Regions from separate parts of the Mus musculus genome. Here all the other regions are linked to region 1. Evidence: chromatin contacts called from public HiCAR-type and HiChIP or PLAC-seq data. All regions are on one chromosome and are shown on one strand. Each heading gives the region's core, a stretch centred on a gene start, on an enhancer-like site or on the middle of the called end of the contact. The rest is flanking DNA. Distances are from core to core; before and after follow the strand shown.

What was found. HiCAR-type assays count read pairs that join an accessible place to other places. HiChIP or PLAC-seq counts read pairs in DNA pulled down with a chosen protein or histone mark.
Region 2: an H3K27ac HiChIP or PLAC-seq map of cardiomyocytes shows a contact between it and region 1, with 3 times the contacts expected there. The contact joins the promoter of Zranb1 here to the promoter of Fank1 in region 1. A contact is called at or near these places in 2 of 39 promoter capture datasets (cranial neural crest and pre-B cells), 1 of 484 Hi-C or Micro-C datasets (embryonic stem cells), 3 of 115 datasets of contacts at active chromatin or transcription factors (astrocytes, cardiomyocytes and stem cell-derived neural progenitor cells) and 1 of 9 other capture datasets (embryonic stem cells).
Region 3: a contact with region 1 is called in an HNF4G HiChIP or PLAC-seq map of pancreatic cancer cells. The contact joins the promoter of Abraxas2 here to the promoter of Fank1 in region 1. A contact is called at or near these places in 4 of 115 datasets of contacts at active chromatin or transcription factors (astrocytes, embryonic stem cells and pancreatic cancer cells).
Region 4: a contact with region 1 is called in a HiCAR-type map of astrocytes, with 3 times the contacts expected there. The contact joins the promoter of Fam53b here to the promoter of Fank1 in region 1.
Region 5: a contact with region 1 is called in a FOXA1 HiChIP or PLAC-seq map of pancreatic cancer cells. The contact joins the enhancer-like site here to the promoter of Fank1 in region 1. A contact is called at or near these places in 1 of 39 promoter capture datasets (embryonic stem cells), 4 of 115 datasets of contacts at active chromatin or transcription factors (astrocytes, embryonic forebrain, embryonic stem cells and 1 more) and 1 of 9 other capture datasets (liver).
Region 6: a FOXA1 HiChIP or PLAC-seq map of pancreatic cancer cells shows a contact between it and region 1. The contact joins the promoter of Dock1 here to the promoter of Fank1 in region 1. A contact is called at or near these places in 2 of 39 promoter capture datasets (both in embryonic stem cells), 7 of 115 datasets of contacts at active chromatin or transcription factors (astrocytes, embryonic stem cells, extraembryonic endoderm stem cells and 1 more) and 1 of 9 other capture datasets (adipose tissue).
Region 7: a contact with region 1 is called in a HiCAR-type map of astrocytes, with 3 times the contacts expected there. The contact joins the enhancer-like site here to the promoter of Fank1 in region 1. A contact is called at or near these places in 2 of 39 promoter capture datasets (embryonic stem cells and neural stem cells), 5 of 115 datasets of contacts at active chromatin or transcription factors (astrocytes, craniofacial prominence, embryonic forebrain and 2 more) and 1 of 9 other capture datasets (liver).

The regions. Positions count from the first base shown.
Region 1 is chr7:133,775,498-133,778,294 of GRCm38.p6, reverse strand. It overlaps Fank1 (fibronectin type 3 and ankyrin repeat domains 1), which reads right to left and starts at 1,404. Exons shown (of 11, transcript NM_025850.2): 1 at 1,325-1,404. The coding sequence starts at 1,337. Dhx32 (DEAH (Asp-Glu-Ala-His) box polypeptide 32) reads left to right here and starts at 1,492. Exons shown (of 12, transcript NM_133941.2): 1 at 1,492-1,693.
Region 2 is chr7:132,929,925-132,932,624 of GRCm38.p6, reverse strand. Zranb1 (zinc finger, RAN-binding domain containing 1) reads right to left here and starts at 1,449. Exons shown (of 10, transcript NM_207302.3): 1 at 1,080-1,449. It overlaps 1500002F19Rik (a long non-coding RNA gene), which reads left to right. Exons shown (of 2, transcript XR_003946678.1): 1 at 1-1,617.
Region 3 is chr7:132,857,973-132,860,672 of GRCm38.p6, reverse strand. It overlaps Abraxas2 (BRISC complex subunit), which reads right to left and starts at 1,448. Exons shown (of 9, transcript NM_198017.3): 1 at 1,340-1,448. The coding sequence starts at 1,438.
Region 4 is chr7:132,812,461-132,815,160 of GRCm38.p6, reverse strand. It overlaps Fam53b (family with sequence similarity 53, member B), which reads left to right and starts at 1,313. Exons shown (of 5, transcript NM_001381858.1): 1 at 1,313-1,580.
Region 5 is chr7:134,772,646-134,775,345 of GRCm38.p6, reverse strand. All of the region lies in intron 18 of Dock1 (dedicator of cytokinesis 1), which reads right to left. Among named protein-coding and RNA genes, the nearest start is that of Dock1, 100 kb to the right of the region's middle. Within about 2 kb of position 1,400, at least 83 of the 459 cell types and tissues checked have an H3K27ac peak or open chromatin away from gene starts, as enhancers often do. A contact at or near this core is called in astrocytes and pancreatic cancer cells, where this site is marked.
Region 6 is chr7:134,669,259-134,671,958 of GRCm38.p6, reverse strand. It overlaps Dock1 (dedicator of cytokinesis 1), which reads right to left and starts at 1,272. Exons shown (of 52, transcript NM_001033420.2): 1 at 1,115-1,272. The coding sequence starts at 1,160.
Region 7 is chr7:134,708,133-134,710,845 of GRCm38.p6, reverse strand. All of the region lies in intron 1 of Dock1 (dedicator of cytokinesis 1), which reads right to left. Among named protein-coding and RNA genes, the nearest start is that of Dock1, 39 kb to the right of the region's middle. Within about 2 kb of position 1,440, at least 37 of the 459 cell types and tissues checked have an H3K27ac peak or open chromatin away from gene starts, as enhancers often do. A contact at or near this core is called in astrocytes, forebrain and neural stem cells, where this site is marked.

The sequences.
Region 1 (2,797 bases), core at 155-2,654:
CCTGGAAAGGTTGGGAAAAACAGTGGACAGAGAGGTGAGTTCCAGGGTACCTCAGTTCTAGCAACTCTAAAGCACACATCTTCAGCCATCTATCATACACAACTTTGTAGCCCATCGTGGTAGCCCATGCCTTTAATCTTAGCACTTCATAAACAGAGGCAGGTGGACCTGTGGATTTGAAGCCAGCCTGGTCTTTAAACAGTGAGTTCCAAGCTAGCCAGAGAGATAGTGAGATTCTGTTTCAATCAAAACAAAATGAAAAACAGCACTGTAGCCCCAGCACTTTCAGAATGTGGAGCCATGAAGATTCTGAGCCACTGGTTCAGGAGGCTAGGTCACGAAGTTTGCCCTAAACTCAAGGTCAGCCTGGGCTGCAGGAGACAAACTCAAACTTAAGAGTATTTTTAAAAACAAAACAAAAACCAGGGCTAATGAGATGACTTCGCGCAAACAATGCTTGCAGAAAGTAAAAGAGCCAAGTTTGATGCCCAGAACCTCCATAAAATATCAAGTGTGGTGGTGTGATTTGTAGATTCAGCCCTAGAGAGCTGGAGACAGGATCACCTCTGGGGTTCTGCTAGCCGGTTTGCCTAGCCTAGTTCACTAGAGCTCTAGGTCAGTGGGACACCCTGTCTTGAAAACCAAGGTGGGAGCCTGAAGATGTGGTTCAAATATCATGAACACTGACTGCTCTTCCAAAGGACCCAGCACCCACAAGCCTACTCACAGCCTGCTTTTATTATAGTTCAAGGGGATTGGGTTCTCTCTTCTGGTCTCTGTAGAGGCACAAGGCACATGAGTGGTGCAGAGACATATACATGCAGGCAAAACATCTGTACACATTAAATAAAATAAAATAAAAATTTAAAACCAAGGTGGATGGCAAGAAAAGACACCAGAATGTCCCCTCTGGGTTCCACACAAATGTGGCACACTTGCATGTGCACCTGTGTGACACCTGCACACGTGTGCACAAACACATGCATCCGCACGAATAGTCAATAACAAAGAACGGAAAATTTAAGACAAACAGGAATGAGAAACTTTTGTTATGTATCTTATGCTGGGCGGAAGCACATGAATTATATATACCACAGACTTTAGGGATAAGATCGAAGAGAGGCAAGAACACATAAATTCAAGGCCCAGGCTCCATGGAGGTTCACTAAGACACTGGAAGCACTATTAACCATTCGTAAGCCCATTGCTAGTGAGGGCATCAGCCGTGCTCTGTGGAATCTGTGGATCATTTAGCCGAGGGTTCGAGACCTGGCCCGGCTAGCTCGGTCTCTGCTCGCACCCCAGGCCCTAGCCCGCCGCTTACTGTGGGGCTCCATGGTCAGCTGCTCCCGGGGGCCCTCGGGCCCAGCCCTGGCGGCGCCGCCCTCCTAACGCCTGTCTTCGTCTGGCGTCGCTCGGGTTGCCCTGACAACCGGGGATGGGCAGGCGAGCGGGCGGGCGGGGCCCGGCGGACGGCGAGAGGGAGGGACCAAAAAGTGACGTGGAAACGCAGAGCAGCGCACGGGCGGGAGTGGCGCAGGGGGGTCGCGACCCGGGAGCGCGGCGGCTTCAGCAGAGCCGCGCCCCGAGCTCGGGAACGCTCTGTCAGCTCCTCTAGGGACCACGCGAACGTCGGCCGGGCTCGGGAAGCTCCCGCCCAGGCTCTGGGAGGCCTCGGCGGCCGCCGCTGCAGGTAACGGCAGGGCAGGCGGCGGGGAAGCAGGGAGGCCGCGCACCTGTTGCGGCCCCGCCCGACCAGGCACAGCTGAGGGCGAGGGCGCCCCCAGCTCCGGAAGGAGAACCGGAGCTCCGGCCTGAGATCTTCTGGACCCTGGTGGGTTAAGTCTAGGATGACCTGAGACGCCCCAGTGAGAGTCAGAACAAACCCTGCTCCAGCCGGATGACTCGGTCTTTGCACCGCCGTAACCCCAAGCTAGAGTCAGGGTTACCCCTGCATCTGGCGTCCGTCCAGGTCAGGGTCCGGATGAACCCGGAGATGCCCGGGTGAGAGTCGAGATAGACCCTGTTCCTGCTGGAGGACCCAGCTTTTGCCTGCCAGTACCCATTCTCCAGAGTGAAGGGCTATTGCTTCAGGATGTTGCCCCAAGTCATGGTCCGGACTCGGCCTTTGCGCGTGGCAGCTCTTTTCCAGGGTGGGTACCCTATACCGGGATGTTGTCCCAGGTCAAGGCTAGGATGACCCTAAGACTCCGAGTATGGGTGCTCTCAGCTCCTCCTGGAGGACTCGTTCTTTGCACCACATGTTTCAGAGAGGGGTGTTCGAATCCGTTTGCCTAGGTGAGGGTGTGAAAGCTGCTCCTGCCTCTATAGTAGGCCAAGGCTGTCTACTGAGACTACGGGCAGTTCCTCCCCTAGTCCTGCTCTGTCTATCATCCCCACTGTCACCTATCATATTTCAGGCTGTGGGCCCCTTGTGGGATCTTGGAAATTGGTTTAGTTTGGTGTGTGTGTGTGTGTGTGTGTGTGTGTGTGTTTGTGTTTGTGTTACAATACTCATTTTTCCTGTTGATTTTTTTTGGGGGGAGAGGGGGGTCACTGAGTCAGCCAAATTGTGTAGGATACTGGTTTCAAAGACCAGGATCCAGGTTTTCCTTTAAGAAAGGTGTGAAGGGGGGAAAAACCCACTAGGAATTTTTATCTGGTATGGTGTAGAATTTTCAAACCACCTCAGAGAGTGTCATGGGTTAAGGAGAGAAGAGGGGGAAGCAGAGGAAGGAAGAAAAATGGAGAAGAGATAAGAAAGGGATGAGGAAGTGCGGAGAAACAGAGGAAATTG
Region 2 (2,700 bases), core at 200-2,699, 850 kb after region 1:
ATTTAATTAAAATAATATTTAACAGGATCCAGCTTTACTTTTCCCAAGCATAGTTCAGTGGACTTTCTAATGGCCTCTGTCACAAAGATCCTCGGGTCTCCCCTGTTTTCTCTATATAAGCCAAGTCACCCATTTTTGATCAACAGAGGTACCATGCATGTAGCAAAAGTTGGTAGGGAGTCGACTGAAAGAGACTGCGGGGTACAGGAGCCACTCATTATATAACACTTCCAAGTATTTGTACATCACGTTTATTAACACCATCACAGGTCAACTATACAGAGACCAAACATTGCAAGCAGTGGAAAGAACTTATAAAAATTGACTTAGTGGGTAACCGAAAGGGGAAATCGAGGGGTTGAGATACAAAATTCTAAGCAAGGTGGTTTCAAAACCAGCGTCTCCAAGATAATGGGCGGGTTCAAACTTCTTGCTTAACGTAAACTGCCTCTCCCCGGCGCTAACAGCAAGTATTACAGCTCTTTTGTCTGTGCAATGACCAGCCAAATTAGAGCAGAAAACCAAAACAAAACAAGAAAACCCACAAGGTAGGTGCACAGAGCGATCGTTACCGGGAGCGGAGTTCCAGCTGCCCATGGCCACCAGACATCAACTTTCACCCTGATTTGCTTTAGGCAACCGGAGGCCAACGTATGAGGGGAGAGAAAGTGGACAAGGGACCAAAACACAAGTTTGGGGACCAGCACCAACTTAGAGCGACAAATCCGGGTGTTTATGGCCTACTAAGAGGTGGGAATAAGACCCACACACTCGGACTCGGGAGGGATCCCAGTTGCCGGAATGAGGCGGGCAGAAGGGCAGCGCCAGCCGCTGACGAAGGCGGCCAACTGAGGTCGGTAAACAAGCCGGGCGGCCACTCTCCCTCATCCTCCGGGTTGTCCCCGCGCTGGGAAGCCCAAGATGGACGCGCGGCCGCGGACAACCCCGGGCCTGCGATGCGCTATCCCGCAACGCTGCCGCCCGGAGGCTCGGCAGCCTGCTCCCCGCGACGCCCCGTCAGGCCGCGGTCGACCCGCGAGGGGCCTGCGGCGCGGCGCCCCCAACCCAGGCCCGGTTACCTGGCGGCCGCGGATCCTCCTCCTCCCCGTCTGACGCGCGGCGCCCGGCGGCCGCGGCGGCGGCGGCGACTCCCGCACGGCCAGCGGCGACGAGCCGAGCCCGGCCCCTCTCCGCCTCCCTCGGCGCCGCCGCCCACCCCGCTGCTGCCGCCTCCGCCCTCCCGCCTCAGTCAGGACATGTTCTCCGCGGGCCCGCGCGCGGCTCCCAGCGGCCCGAGGGGCGGAGAGGCTGCGCGGAGGCGGGGGCCGAGGCTCGGGGACAGGGGCGGAGCGGTCTGGGGACAGCCTCGGGCGCAGAGGACTCCGAATGGCGGCGGTCAGGACCCTAGAGCTAAATAAACCCCGCGGCGGCCGCACAACGTCAGGAACTGGACCTCGCTGCTCACCGTCCTGTGATTGGTCCCGAGGCCTCAGGAGGCGCAGCCAATAGGCGACCGCCTCTTTCCCGGCGCAGGAGCGGGCCGCGGCCGTGACGTCAGCAGCGTGCGTCCTGATTGTGAGGCTACGGCGCGCGCGGTCCCGCGACGCGTCCTCCCGGGTGAGTGTCTTCAAGTCTAAGTGCAGGATGCACTTGGGAGGTGGGAGCCTTCTTCCCCTGGCCGCCGGCCGCTCTTTGCTGCAGAGTCGCCAGCGCTTTGAATCAAGCGTGAGTCACGCATCTGTTTGCTAACTGGGAGACCGCTTGGCCGTTCCTTCGGCGGTTTAAAACAGTTTTTAAAATTTCAATAATTTGACCCAGGCTGTCATTCTGGGGCTCAGGCTGGCCTGGAACTCTTAAACGATATTCCTGCCTCAGCCTCCCCAAGAGCGCTGAGATTACAAGCCTTGCTTACTTGGCATTTTATTTTGTTTTCAGACGAGGTTCTCTTGTAGCCCGATTTATTTCTAACCCCTCTAAATAGCTGAGACTGATCCCGAACTCTTAAACCTCCGGAGTGCTGGACTTACGCCACCACTACTCTTAGCTTCACCTAGCCCTACTTCAAACTTTTTCAAAATGTAAACTGCTTTAAAAGTAATGTGTTAAAGGCCGTAGAAATAGTTCACTGGGTAAAGTTGCCAAGCCTGACAGCCTGAGTTCCATCCCCAGTACCTACAGAGTGGAAGAAGACGACTAACTCCCACAGTTGTTCTCTGGGCTACACACAAAATAAATAAATGTAATTTTTAAAAAGATAGTAATATGGGGGGTCTGGAGAAACGGCCAGCGTGTAAGAGCACTTACTTCGGAGAAGCAAAGTTCTGCTCCCAGCAGCCACTTCAGTGGAAGACAGTCACCTGTAACTCCAGCTCCAGGGGGTTCAGTGCCCTCTTGTGGCCTCTACCAACACCCACACTCACTTGCACAAACACATAATTAAAAATAAAAATAATTAATTAGTATCTTGAAGGAACATTAACAGCAATCTGGGAGGGCATTTAGTAATTGTTTGGATACCTCAGATCCAAAAGGATGACCGTGTTACTTGAAGTTTGATGTTTCCCAAACTTGAGTGGGAATTCACTTTGTGAAGCTGTCTTTGGTGTCTTGAGTTATTTGCATAAAATGGTATAAGACAGCTGTACCATGGCCATCAAAAGAACAGTACTTTGTATAACTTCCCCTCACCAACATCTTTCA
Region 3 (2,700 bases), core at 199-2,698, 920 kb after region 1:
TCCCCACACTTAGGATTGGGGGTGATCAGGAGTTCAGGGCCAGCCTTGACACTATCTCAAGACAACAAAGAATAAATAACAAGTGAAGAAACGGAACTATGGCAGTTTCTAGAAATACTGTCCAAGTTTCTTATCTTTATAATAATCTTGTCTTATACACAAACTATGACATTCCTAGGTACTCTCTAAAACAGAATAAATAAGCACCCTGAACTCGTAACTGCAGTCCATGGACGCTAGGAACTTTACAACCACTTACAGTATTAAGAGCTAGCTGCAATACTGAAGGCTAGTAGGTCAGAGCTGGCTTTAGGAAAAAAAGCAGAACAATGCTGAATATATTCCTATCAGTAATCTCTGCCATCAACACTGCAGAGATGAAAAGAACAGTAAATTCATTCCACTCAGTATACTCATGGAATCGCCTCTCAGAATCAGTCTTTATTAATGGAATCGAAGATCAGTGACATCAAACCAAATCCAGTTTCCCTTCTAACTACTGTTTTTATAATGACAACCACAAAAAGCCCCATCTCTTATTCAATGAATTTAAATCGTTCACCAATAACAACAACACACACACAAACCGCTAATTGGTGGGAGAGTAATGTCCTGTAAAAGCACCTATTTCACAAATAATTTCCAGAGGTCAACGGCATTGAAAGGCAATTCGTAAAATAAAGACACCGAAGAGTCCTATGGACTCCATGGCCTGTACATTTCTGATCGCTCATAAGTGGGCCTGTCACTTCCCTCTTAAGACAAGTTCCGGGGATTAGAACACTCGCTGAGGAACTAAACAGGCAACTTTGAGGAAGTGCAAACAAGACTCTGCACCTAACGAGCCTATTCACATTCTCCATTTTCCACTGGGGTGAAAAAAAAAAAAATCCAAACAGCCACATCTGATAAGTATGAACGGTGACAGACACGACGACCCGTGTGGCCGGGGGTCAGAACTTGGATCCTCTCCTAGATTACAACCCAGACCTTTGAACTCCATCCCGACCCAAGGCACTCAAGTCTGGAAGCGCGATTCTCAGCGAGGGGTAGGCACCCAGTTTTGGCTAGGCGACTCCTGACACTGGCGGGGCCGGGCGCTTTAGGTCCTTTGGACTGAGAACAGCTGTGCCAGGACCCGCCCGAGGCCGAGAGCGCCAGAGAAGGGCCCGCGGGGTGCAGGAGCTGGAAGGGGGCGGGAGCCGCCTGGGTCACCAGCTCATCGGTTTGTCCCGGGGATTGAAGGCCGAGCCTCCAGCGGTCGTCGCTTGGCCGCAGGCGCCGGCCTGAGGAGGAAGCCGAAGGCCCCAGCGGCCACGGCAGGGGGCCCGGCACCTACGTGGTCGGCGTTGCTGTTGGCGCTGTGGAAACACACAGCGCTGAAGGTGTAGCCCGAAATGGAAGCCGCCATGATGGAAATCTCCACCTCCCCCATCATGCCCCGCGGAGGGTGCACAGCCTTCCGGACGCCCCGCCGCTGAGCATCCTGGGAAATGAAGTCCTCCAAGCTACTCGAAGCTAGGACAGGGAAGTAAAGGATTCCAGATCAAAGAGAACCAGCACCTTCAGTTTTGTGTGTTCCTCAGACACCGGCCTGTCTGTACAGCCTTGTTATAATCCAGTTTGTCCCTTCTGCAAATGAAGTTGAAGGATGGAAGGCCGGAGATGATTCCAGCAATTGAACAGGTTGAGATTTGACTTGGGAACAGCATGATGTAATTTCAACTTGAACAGACCACTTTGCCTGCCTGGTTGAGACTAATGCGTAGGAGAAATGGAAGGGAAGGAGATTTACAATAATCCCCACCTGGTGCAGTGACAGGGGAATTATGGTCAGAAGTAGTGGAGCTGGTAAAACGATTGGATTCTGGACTCAAAAACAATTCAAATATAAGTCGTGTAAGGGCAGAAGGGTTGCATGTCGGAGGCCAGCCAATGAATGCTACATAGACTTGTTTCAACAAACAACAAAAACAAAAACCTTCAAGTTTGACAAAAATCATAGAAGACAAAAACAAATAAGTAGCAATGAATAAACTATCAAATTTAGAAAGAAAAAAAAAAAGGGAACTATTTCTTCTGCAGCTTGCTAAGACTTCAGTATTCCTAGCTGGGCTCCTGATTTCCCTACAGAGCTACTTCTCACTTCTTTTCCAAGTTCAGCAAATAAAACTGTTTATGACAATTACTCAAATCAAAACCTTTGCAGCTGGGGCTGGAGAGATGGCTCAGAGGTTAAGAGCACTGACTGCTCTTCTGAAGGTCCTGAGTTCAAATCCCCGAAACCACATGGTGGCTCACAACCATCCATAACGAGACCTAGCGCCCTCTTCTGGAGTGTCTGAAGACAGCTACAGTGTACTTGCATATAATAAATAAATAAATCTTAAAAAAAAAAAAAAAACCTTTGCAGCTAGCCTTAACAACTTCTTTTCTCTTGTTCCCTACATCAGATCAGCTAAAACGATCTTCAAAAAAATACTGAGTCCTACGATTCACTACCAGCACATCTGCCACCCTGACCCAAAACACCATTTTCTCTCTCCTGGTTATGACAACTTCTCAGAGTCCCAGTTGGTGGCAATTTTGCCCTTAAGGGATGCTTGACATTGCTAGGAGATATTTTCCAATGCCAACCCCAGGGGAAGGAGGTAAACTCAGGAAAGGCCTCATAACAGAATTAACCAGTCCAAAATGTCG
Region 4 (2,700 bases), core at 64-2,563, 960 kb after region 1:
AATTCTATTCTTACAGAGCTTGGAGGCTAAGGTGGTAGTGCTGTGATCAGGTGGCTTTTGGGAAGTGACCGTAAGTGTATTATAGTAGCCTCTGCTTTGCCCATGTGCCTGCCTTCTTTTGACAGAACATGTGGTTCTTATTCCTTTAAAAAAAAAAAAAACATAGCCCTTAACATGTTTCTTAAAAGGAAGTAATGTATTATGGATATTAGCATCTTTGTAGTCTGTGTATTAGCACACTTGGCCTTCTTAGAGTGATTTGATTATGTTCGAATCATCTCTCTGAGGTGAACACACATCCTTCCTTCTGATGAGCATCTTCATCTTATGGCAGAGTCTCTGAAATGAGCTGTAGTTAGTGTGAAATATGTTAGCTTATGCCTTTCTGAAAAGAATAGGTCCAGTGTGGTCACAAACTGAAATATTTCAGCAATAGCCATGAAATCTAATAGTTTCCCAAGTGCACACAAACTCAAAAAGTTAATTGTTCATTTATGTTTGATACTAGGATTGCAACATTGGATTAAAACCAATTAAATGTTCCTCGAAGCAACAGAAAAAGTTTCCTGATTTATGAATAGAACCATTCAAACGGTGCAGACACAATCCATGTAAAGTAATGAGGTGTTTTGTTTTTTTGGCAAAGGGGAACGCAAAACAGGCATAGAGTCTTAAAAAAAACTCTTAAAAATCTTTTTGGATAAGGTTAATAACACACATCAGCAGGAAGGAGTGATGGGAAATCTAGGACTTCATTTCACAAGGAACGTTATCCCCTCCCCCCCCAGGTGAGCTGCACAATGAAAATACTCTGCTTATTCTATCAGGGTTACATTCCTGCACTTGAGTCAACATCCTAAGTTACAGAACTAAACATGCCCTGCCTCTGCTTAGCAACCGCAAATCCTTCCTTCCCCAGTTGCATGTATTTTGGATGTGGCATCTGAAGTACAAATTCCTCAAATTCGATTGCACCCAGAGTCAGGAACAGTGCTTTATTATCCTAAAGTGTGACCGCACCAGAGTCCGTGCCACCTCCCTTTGCGGTCTTGTTCGCCACAGATTCTTTTAAACTGCTAAGCCAAACCCGGAAGCTGGCCATCTGAAGCCCACGAGGCCTGAGTTTCAATCCTGACTTGTGCGGTGCTACTTCCCTGAGCCCCGGCATCCAGGCGTGAGAGGTGCGTGGTGCGGGTTCACTGGACACCCGGCCACACTGACGGAGGCGCGCCGTGGACCCCCCCCCCTCTCCCCGCCCACCGGCGGCTGCGCGCACTGCACCTCGTAGCGGCACGCCGGGCGCCCCGGCCGCGACGCCGCCCGCACAGCGCCACCGAGTTCACGCAGCCGCGGTCGAGCTGCCCGGCGGCAGCAGTGGGCATTGGCGGCCTGGCCGAGGTCGGTTAAAGGGACGAGTTGCAAACAGTTCAGGAAGTGACAAGTCGATTTCCTCCTCCCCGGGAGTCGCTCGGTACAAAGCGCTCGGCGCCGGCCGGAGAGCGTGCGCACGGCGGACGCGGGCGTGCAGCCCGGACGACTTGGCGAGCGCTTGCAGTGACGGCCCGCGTCCGGCGCGCACAGTAAGCGACCCGGCCGGGCAACCGCGCCAGGGGGCTGGTCCGGAGTGGGGTCGGTGCGAGCTCCCCGGCGGCGGCGGCGGCGGGGGAAGTTGGGCTCGCGTGCGCTGCGCTCGCTCTTTCCTTCCTTAATGCTGCTGGCTTTCTTTCTCCCTGTCTCCTTGTTATACGGCGGATCCGGTGGTTTCTACCGGCGCCGACTCTTGCTCGCCCTGGTGCAGGCGTGAGACTTGTCAGCGCGCTGGCGGGGGACGAGCAAACCTAGCGCTGCCGAAAAGTCTGCGCTCCGCCGACCCAGCGGACGGCCGCGGAGACGGCTGCGTCCCGAGCAGCCTCCTCCTTTGAGGCTCAACTTGAGCCCTGGCTTGTGGCAGCAGCGAAGGCGCTGAGCCCCGAAGTTCCGCATCGTTTGCAGACAACTCTTTTGTTCACGGAAGTTTACACCCGCCACCCCTGGGATGCGGGCGCGCAGGGACGACTCCAAGGCTACACGACTGACCCGCGCGGTGTCGATGGGGGTGAGAGGGCGCTCTGCCTAGGGAGGGGGAAGCAGGCGGCGTGGCCGAGGCCAGGGCTTGAGGAGTGGGGGGTCGCCTGTGCCGGCGTGGTTTTTGCACATGGCGAAGAGGGCCGTCCGTCACAGGATACTAGCCTAGTCACATTTTTTTTTTTTTCTTTCTGCCAATCCTTGGTTTGCTAGCCGGTGGGAGTCAGGTTGCCAGCTAGGGGTTTCACTTGGTGGAACCGGGACCAAAGAGACTTGGAAACCCAGAATCCGAAGAGGGTGATTTGAGTTGACCCAAGTGTTTTCTCGACCCCCCCTCCCGCCCCCACATACACAAGCTCCTCTTCTACCCTCAGACTAGGGGAACAGTGCTTGCGGGTGAGTGGGACAAGGGCCTGGAATTGCGTGGGCAGGCTTGTTCTGGACCCTCGCCTTTGGACGCCCCCTGATGCTCCTGACCGCCGGGTTCGTTAACACGTACTGTACTTAGTACCATGGCGAACAAAGAAAAGCTCTTTGCAGCATTTGGTGAATGGGATTCTGCCTCCTATAGGCCACACTCTTGAGTTTTCCATACGGTAAAATTGGGACTCTGGTGTTGGGAAAGTGGCCCCCGTC
Region 5 (2,700 bases), core at 151-2,650, 1.0 Mb before region 1:
TTGGAGGTTTTTTTCCCCCCTTTTTGGGTAGAGGGGCAGTCAGCGATCATTAGATGGATCAGACTAGCCCGGAGCTCACTGCAGAACCCAGACTGTATTTGAACTTGTAAATTCTCCTGCCTCAGCAACCAAACCCCATCCCACCCAACAAAAAACTTGGATTATAACATTTGTACTGCCCATCTGGGCTCTGTATTGCAAATTTGAGGAAAAAGTTCAAATGAGAAAATTCACAAATCACCCCACTGGGCAGTGCTGAAGGAAAAAGTTTGTCCCTCCCCCACAGAGCTACCCAGGCAGGAAAGGCCTCCAGTCCCGGGGACTCAACACAGCTGGGTTCATAATTATCCTTTGTTTCATGACTCCTTTCCCTCTCATTATACAGTAAGCTAATTGAGAGGAGGGATCGCATCTTACAGTTCTTGTCCTATCCCCTATGGCAGCCCACACAGCGCTGAGGACAGAGATCTTTAATACAAACCTTGATGAATAATTCAGCCCCTGCTTTTCTTTCCCTAAGTAATGGAACTTTGCGAGAACAAATTATGGTTTCAGGAAAAATGATTCCCTCAGAGGAGAATTTGGGACTCCACACTCAGGCGCCAACTAGGGCACCCCCATCTTATACACTCCTGGCATGGCACAATCCCAAAAAGGGGTATCAATGCTTGCATGAAATGAAAGCCAGATTCTTCCTTCTGTTCAGTGAGCAGCATCACTTTGGAATTTCCTTGTTGCTTGGCAACAGCTGCTGCAGAGACCAGGGCTCTCTCACTGGGTACCAGGGAGGGAATCACCCTGCAAATGGTGAGATTCAAGGAGCTGTAAGGTAAGAAAGTATTCCACACACCACCCTGGGAGGTTCCCCCCCCCCCGCATGTTTTAAAGAGATACTGTGGATGAGACTTGTTTTGATAGGAAATTATGATCAAATTTCAGACAACTAGCGATGCATCTGGAACACTGACCCACATATAAGACAGTGGCTTCCTCCAAAGTGAGAAGCTGAGCAGAGCTCAGCACCTGCTGAGACACTAAAGCAGACACACTTGGGGTCAATGACCCAGCTGGGGACACCACCCTTAGCCTGCATTGAATGAGGCACAAACATTAGTTCATGTACCCCAATGTAGGTACACGCTGAGAATCTCATTCCTAGTACTGGGACATTCTTTGCACAGCCCAGTCACTAGCTGGAGCCCACATAGCTGACTCATGTCCCTGAGAATCAAACTCCTGCACAATCCTCCCTCCCCCCCCCCCCCACTTACACAAATCCAGTCCTTCTGGGAAGTGGGGGATGGGGGGGGGGGGTCATTTGCTGGTAGCGATTACCACAGGCAGCAAGTAAGAACCCTTCAGAAATGATTCAAACCCACGGTGACTTGGCAACCAGGAAGTGTCCAAATGGTCTCCAAGTATCGGTGTTCACATAGGCTCAAACAACTCAGATGTGTCTGGATGACTCACAGCCTCTCACTAATATTTTACTAGGGAGGCCAAGGGTGGGAAAGCCTCACTGGGCAAAGCTGAGAATGAAGAGAGATGTAAAATGTAAAGAGAGATGGAAGCAGCAGGTGGCGAAAGTTTGAAAGACACCTGACTGGCACGCCTCAGCCCTCAGGACAGCAACATTTCTCCCTTCCAGAGTCCCATCTTCCAAAGGACGGGCTTCTTCCATGCTAGGGTAATCCAGTGCAAGCCCAAACGATGCCTGCTCCTCGGCAAATCTCAAACTCCAGCCATGACTGACAGGCAACACCGAGATGTGATTCCTGATAATGACGGACATTAATAATCACAACTCCTATCAGGCAGTTAAGAGGGAAAAAAATTGGATTTTCAAGCTCCATTTCAAGAGAGCATAAAGTCTCTGCACAGCTATGATACGGCCACATTAGGAGGACGCGGCTTTTAAATGAAGGATTTGTGCAGAGAGCCTCTGCCTCCTCCAGACAGAGTCACGGCAACGGTACTGGTGTGCCCTGAATAAGAAGTATCGCCACCGGGCTGCCATGACTCCGAGGAGGCTGCAAGCAGTGGGAAATGAACTCAGTCAGCCCAGGGCCGAGGCATCAGCTGATGAGTGACCTGCCACATTAGGCTGAGCTTGGTGGACTAGAACCAGCAAGGAGGTCTTATCTCACACTGTAAGCAGGGAGCCCAAACATATCAGGCCAATCAACTTCTCCAAAGAGAGATAACTGGGAATTATCTCAAGGAGAATCAAGACAGAGGAAGACACAGAGAAGGGAGTACCTCACATCTGACAGTGTGTATACACTAGCCAGAACGCTCCGGAAGCAGGCATTATTCACATGTGTACCAGCGGGAAGAGCTGGGTTAAAAGCTTCGTTACTCAAGGTCATTTCCAGGGTTAAGTTAGAATGAAGGTTCAACTCCATTTCTCTGATCTGTTTTCAAACCTTGTGTATTCCCCATGATGCCTTGTTTCCTTCTTTTGCCTGGAAAACTTCTCCAAGAGGAAGGCTGACAAGACGGAAGAGTGGTTACGGTGCTCGCTAACAAGCTTGATGAACAGAGTTCAAGCCCCACTGTTCACACAGAGAAAGGAAAGAAGCCAGTGTGTCCTCTGACTGCCCCCACATACACCACAAATAAACACATTTAAAAATAAAATTAAGTCCTCCCATTGTTTAATCTCCCTGCTAAGTTAGTCCTCAGCCCAAAATAGAAGTG
Region 6 (2,700 bases), core at 23-2,522, 890 kb before region 1:
CTGCCATGGGCCTCTGAAAGGTCGGCCAAGCACAGGTGGAGCTCAGCTCCAGTGTTCACAACGCAGGGAAAAATCCTCCAAACCTGGGTGTGGGCCTAGAGTGGAGGTAGGGGCCCTAGGCTTCTCCAGCCCTGCCCCCATGGCCACCATCTCCTACTTGTTACAGAAATAAGTAACTGGAGTTCAAAGGAAGGACACGGCCTTGTAGACTGGAGTCTCCGGGAAGCTTTCAAAGACAGCGGGCTGGGACATGAACTAGGCCTGCAAGACGGTGCTGAAGGCATGCCTAGAACAGACAGCTGCTGAGAAAGTGCCCCAAGGCAGCCCTTAGGGTGGAAGGCAGCAAGCTCCCCTAAATGCTTGCTTGCAAATCCCCAAGAAATGCCTGCTTGCAAGTCAGAGTCTCTGCTCAGGTGAGGCTGGGCGTCAGAGGATCCTTAGGGAAAAGAGAGCAGGAGCCTGGAAACGGAATGGTCAAATCTGGAATGCCAGCGAGCCCTGAGGCCTAGACAGACCTGACTTTTGATGTGGGCTAGCTGGGGGGCGAGACAAGGTCTGCAGGGCTCTGGGACTGTCTGGCCATTGAGGAAAGCGGGACTCCTTGGATCAAAAGTAAGCTTGCAACCCTACTCCTTCTACCCCCTAGGGAAGCGACAAAGGCAAAACCAGGTCCCCGCCCTCGAGGTCCGTTTCCAGAGCCCCGGGGACACAGGAGCGCCTGAGTGTCCCCTACCATCCAGGGCGGGAAAGGCGGCACCGACCCAACCCGGGAGGCGCAGCCACTCCTCACGCGAGAAAAGGAGGCTTCACAGATCCGAGCGCTGCACAATGAAAAGTGTCCACCCGGAGTCCCGGATGCCAAACAGAAGTTTCCCGAAGAAGCCAAAACGCACACAAACAATGACCCCGGGAGCCCCGCGCACGCAGGAGCACACGGGACTACGACAGAGCGAATGCGCGGGAATGAGGAGCACGGTGGACCCCGGAGGGTCCCCGGGTTCCCCACGCGGGCTCCAGCCCCGGGCGGGCCGGGCTCCGCACCGCGCGGCAACAGGCTGGGCGCCGCGGCGGGGAAGTTGCGCGCGGGGCGGGCGCGGGGCGGCGCGCTGCTCACCCACGCCGTACTTCTCCTCTCGCTTGGTGGGGACCCAGCGCGTCATGGTGGCGCTGGCCGCAGCCCACTGGAGCCGCCGCTGCTGCCGCCGCTGCTCGGGCAGGAAACTCTGCGCCTAGGCCGCCATCTTCCATTCCTTCCCCGCCGCGACAGGATGGGGAGGAAAAAGTTTGCGGCGGAGGCGGTGTCATGTGGGACGGGGCGGGCGGAGCGTCGCGGGCCGGATGGGAAAGGCCGGGAGCGCCGGCGAGAGGCGGGACGGCGGCCGGCTGTAGCCCGCCCAGGCGCGCGTGCCCTGGGGCTCGGCCCGCCGGGTCCCTCGAGGGACCCAGGCTGCTTCCCGGAGCCCATGGACGCCCTGCATGCTGCAGGAACCGTGCAACTCACATCCTCTACTTTCCACTAAACACCGTGCACCTCGCACCTACTAATCTGCACTGTATGGTCCTCACCCTGCACTGTCTACTCTGCACCGCATCCAGCACTCTTTACCCACACTCTACTTTGAACACCGAGCACCCAGCATCCCAAACACTCTGCACTCTGTACCATACAGGGTACACACATACACACACACACACACACACAACACACACACACCACGCACACCATCCTGAACACTGTACCCTGCACCTCACAAAGTGCTATCTTTTCACACACAAGCGTGCACGCGCGAACACACACACCACAAATCCTTATAGCCCTCTAGGCCTGGATCTAACACAAATAGTCAGACACCACACATGTACTCACTGGTGTGAAGTGCGGAAACCCCAGTTCTGACCTGGTGGAGAGCGTTGGAGCAGAGCTAGGAGTTCATCGTAGTTCATTCATTCATTCAAAGTGGGCACCCATTTTGCCAGGGTCTGAGCGCATTGAGCGTGCCTAGTAGCTGATGGGAGTGGTGATGTACAGTCAGCACTGGTAAGAGAAGCCTAGGAAAAGACTTTGCAGCCCCTGGGTGTTTCTAACAGCCCAGATCTCTTTGGGTGTTGAGGGTCTGGAGCAGCACAATGAGGCTCCTAGTTTGCAGCAACTTTGAGGCGTTCAGTAGGAACTGGGCCTGCTGAAGTGGGGAAAGAGAGGAAGTGGGAAGAGAAAGGAAGCCAGTTCCAGCTTAGAACAAGCAGCTCCTAGCAACTCTAATCTGAAGGAGGCTGGTCTCAGACTCACCCAGTGCCAGCCACCCACAAGTGCAATACTTCCGATTTCTTCAAGGCCTGCCCATAGACACACCCTGAGCGTTCATTAGAATCCAAGAAAAGGTTAAAACTAAGGGGAGGGGTGCAAGGGGACCTCGGGTCCACAGCAAGCTATTAGAAGGGGCAAATGAGATTGCATATTCTACTGTGTGCCCTCTCTTGCATCCTAGAAACAATGACAAAGACACCAGCCTGGGAATCTTCAAGGACTAAAGGAATGAAAGTTTAAAAGAATGAAGGCTACATTGTGTAAGATTGCATGTCAGAGCCAGAGAGGGGCCAACTCAACTAGAATTGGAAAGGTCAGGTGCCTACCTGCTGTAGACAGGGCCACCCCAGCCTGGAGCAGTTATATCAACCCGTCCAGAATGCAGCTTAAATAGC
Region 7 (2,713 bases), core at 191-2,690, 930 kb before region 1:
CACTGTAAAAGCATCTAGGAGCAACACTAAGCCCCCCAAAGCCCGAGGTTGCCCCCACCCATCCTGCAAACCAGAGAACAGCAATGGTGGCAGACAGTCTCTGGACAGAACTCTCTCATTCCCAGAGATGAATTTTGACTCTCTAGAGTTTGTTGAAATTCCTCCTGTGTAGTGTTGCATTCCTAAGCTTTGATAAAAAATAAAATTGAAGATTAAAAAACAATCAAGCCCTCTTTGAGATAAACAATAAAGTGGGGCACACAGGGGTGTTAATGAAGGAGCTGCACAGAGGCTGCAGAGCTCAGAGCAGTTCCCAGTCATTCCTCTTTCAGTAAGATGACTTGTCAACACGCCAAGTCCTCTGCCGCCTCCTTCCACCATGGGCAGGCTCCCTTCACACTATGGTCCCACTGTGCACCCAATGAGCAAGACAGGAGGCACATGCGTCCTCCACCTGAGAAACAAAGGGCCCCTCCACATCACCTCCATGAAGCAAATCCTCCCTCCTGCTACCTCCCTGTAAGGTTCCACTTCAAGGCAAGCAGGCCCCTCGCTCTAGCTGAGACCAGCACTGGGACTGGAAAGACCAACAGGAGCTCAACCGCAAGCCCCACCTCTGCTCCTTTGGTGCAGTTTCTCACTCTGTGAAACGGAGTGACAAGAGCCACCATAGCACCCGTGGGTGAGGATGAGATGTTGCCTAGGAGGTCGACCAGTCAGTGCCACTCCAAGCCTGTACTTGCTGAACAATACTGTCAGCTTAAGGAGGGAACAGGGGTGCCGGGAACGGGGCTCAGTATGCAAACATGAAGATCTGAGTCTGGATTCCCAGCACTTACAGAAAAGCCAGGCTTTGTAGAACACATCTGTAAACCTGAAACTGGGTGATGGAGACTGGCTCAGGGTTCAGTGAGAGACCCTGTCTCAAAACCCAAGATAGAAAGTGATCCAGGAAGATGTCAAATGCAACCTCGGCACTCTATCGGTATACATATGGGCACATATACCCACCCACACAGCATGAGAGAGAGAGAGAGAGAGAGAGAGAGAGAGAGAGAATGAATGAATTAGGAACTGTCTCCCCATAGCACAAAGGCAGGTGAATGTGACACTCCAGACGTCTGTATCCTCCATCCTCCTCCTGGTCCCTGCCCTACCCCAGGACCTCTCTTCCCTGTCACTATGGCCCAGATGAGGGTGTGCATGTCTAAGTAGGACTTATAGGACTATAAGAGGCAGCGCCTCCATGCATAAAGATCACTCTTAGAATCTAGAGGTCAGAACCAGAACAAGCCTCACTCTTCAGGGTTAATCCCAGGATTTCCTAAACTTTGGCTCAGGCAAGGGCGGCACTGCAGGGGGCGGGGGTGCAAGGCTGGGATATATTTGCATACTCGGATGCTAATGGCCCAGCAGCCCACACACTGCCCTCTTGTTCCCAGGCAGAATCAACACTGGGCACTGGCAGCTGGGGCTTGTCCCAGATGCTCTGCTGAGGAGAAGGGGGACAGCCTGCACTTCAGAGGGACCCATGCCAGCTTAGCCTGAGGGAGAAAGCCCAGGGCCTGGTGTGGTTGGACAAGGCACCTGTCTTTTCTGTCTGTTGTATATAAGGAATGAGGCCTAGGAGGAACACCTGCCTCCAGCACTGTGGAGAGAGGAGCCAGTGCCCAACCCTTGCCCCCAGAGGACACAAGACAAATCTTGCCTTAGCTAAACGCTTGATAAATTTGTCTTTCCTGGAGAGTACCCAAAAACACAGAGAAGACAGTGTGCAATAATTGGGAGTAGTGTTTGTGGTGGGCTGCCTGGACACAGAGGGCAAAGAAACACTCACAAACATTATGTAACAGGGACATTAAAGATGAACACAGAGAACTGAGCAACTGAGACCTGGGGAGAGTCCTATCGTGCCTACAGTGCTCTGCCCAGACAGACACTGGGACTGGTGCATGGTGACAAATGGCTGTAACCTCAGTGCTGAGGAGACAAAACCAGAGAGATCAGAGGTTCAAGACCAGCCTGAAAAAGTAAGCAAGACCCTGCCTACAAAGAGTGGCCTGCCAGGGACATCCCTTAGATGGCATTTTACAAAACACCCTGCCAGCCCATGATGGTGCTTATTTCTGGGACTGGCTACGTAGTAGAGCCCATCGCAAAATACCAGTGCAGTCTCTTATTTGACGATTGCTGTAAATTGAAAACAGGATGACTATAATTAAAAAGTTATAATACAAACATCTGAAGAAGCCAGAACCCTTTACAGATAGATTGCATACTGCAAAGAGGCTGCTGGGGAAGCCACCTGGACAGCTCTTCCAAAAATTAAGCATAGAATTACCATGGAACTGAGAATGGCAGCCTGCACCTGTCATCCTGGCACTCAAAAGGCTGAGGCAGGAGAATTGCTAGCATAGTCTATACAAGTACCAGACCACCCTGGGTAACCTACTGTGCAGCTTCCAAAGCCCAAAAAAAAAAGAATTGCCAAATGATTTCACTGACGTGGGCTTAACACTATGAACGGGCCGACCACCCACCAACTTGAAAGATCAAGAAAAGAAAGGTCTGTCAAAAAGGGAAAGCCTACATATATGGTACTACAGAGAGAAGTTCAAGATGTGACTACAAGGCCTTAAATTAAGTGTGGGAACTTTTGGATTCAGCTGTGATGTTCCACTAGATGGTCCACTAGAGGGAATCCAAAATTACT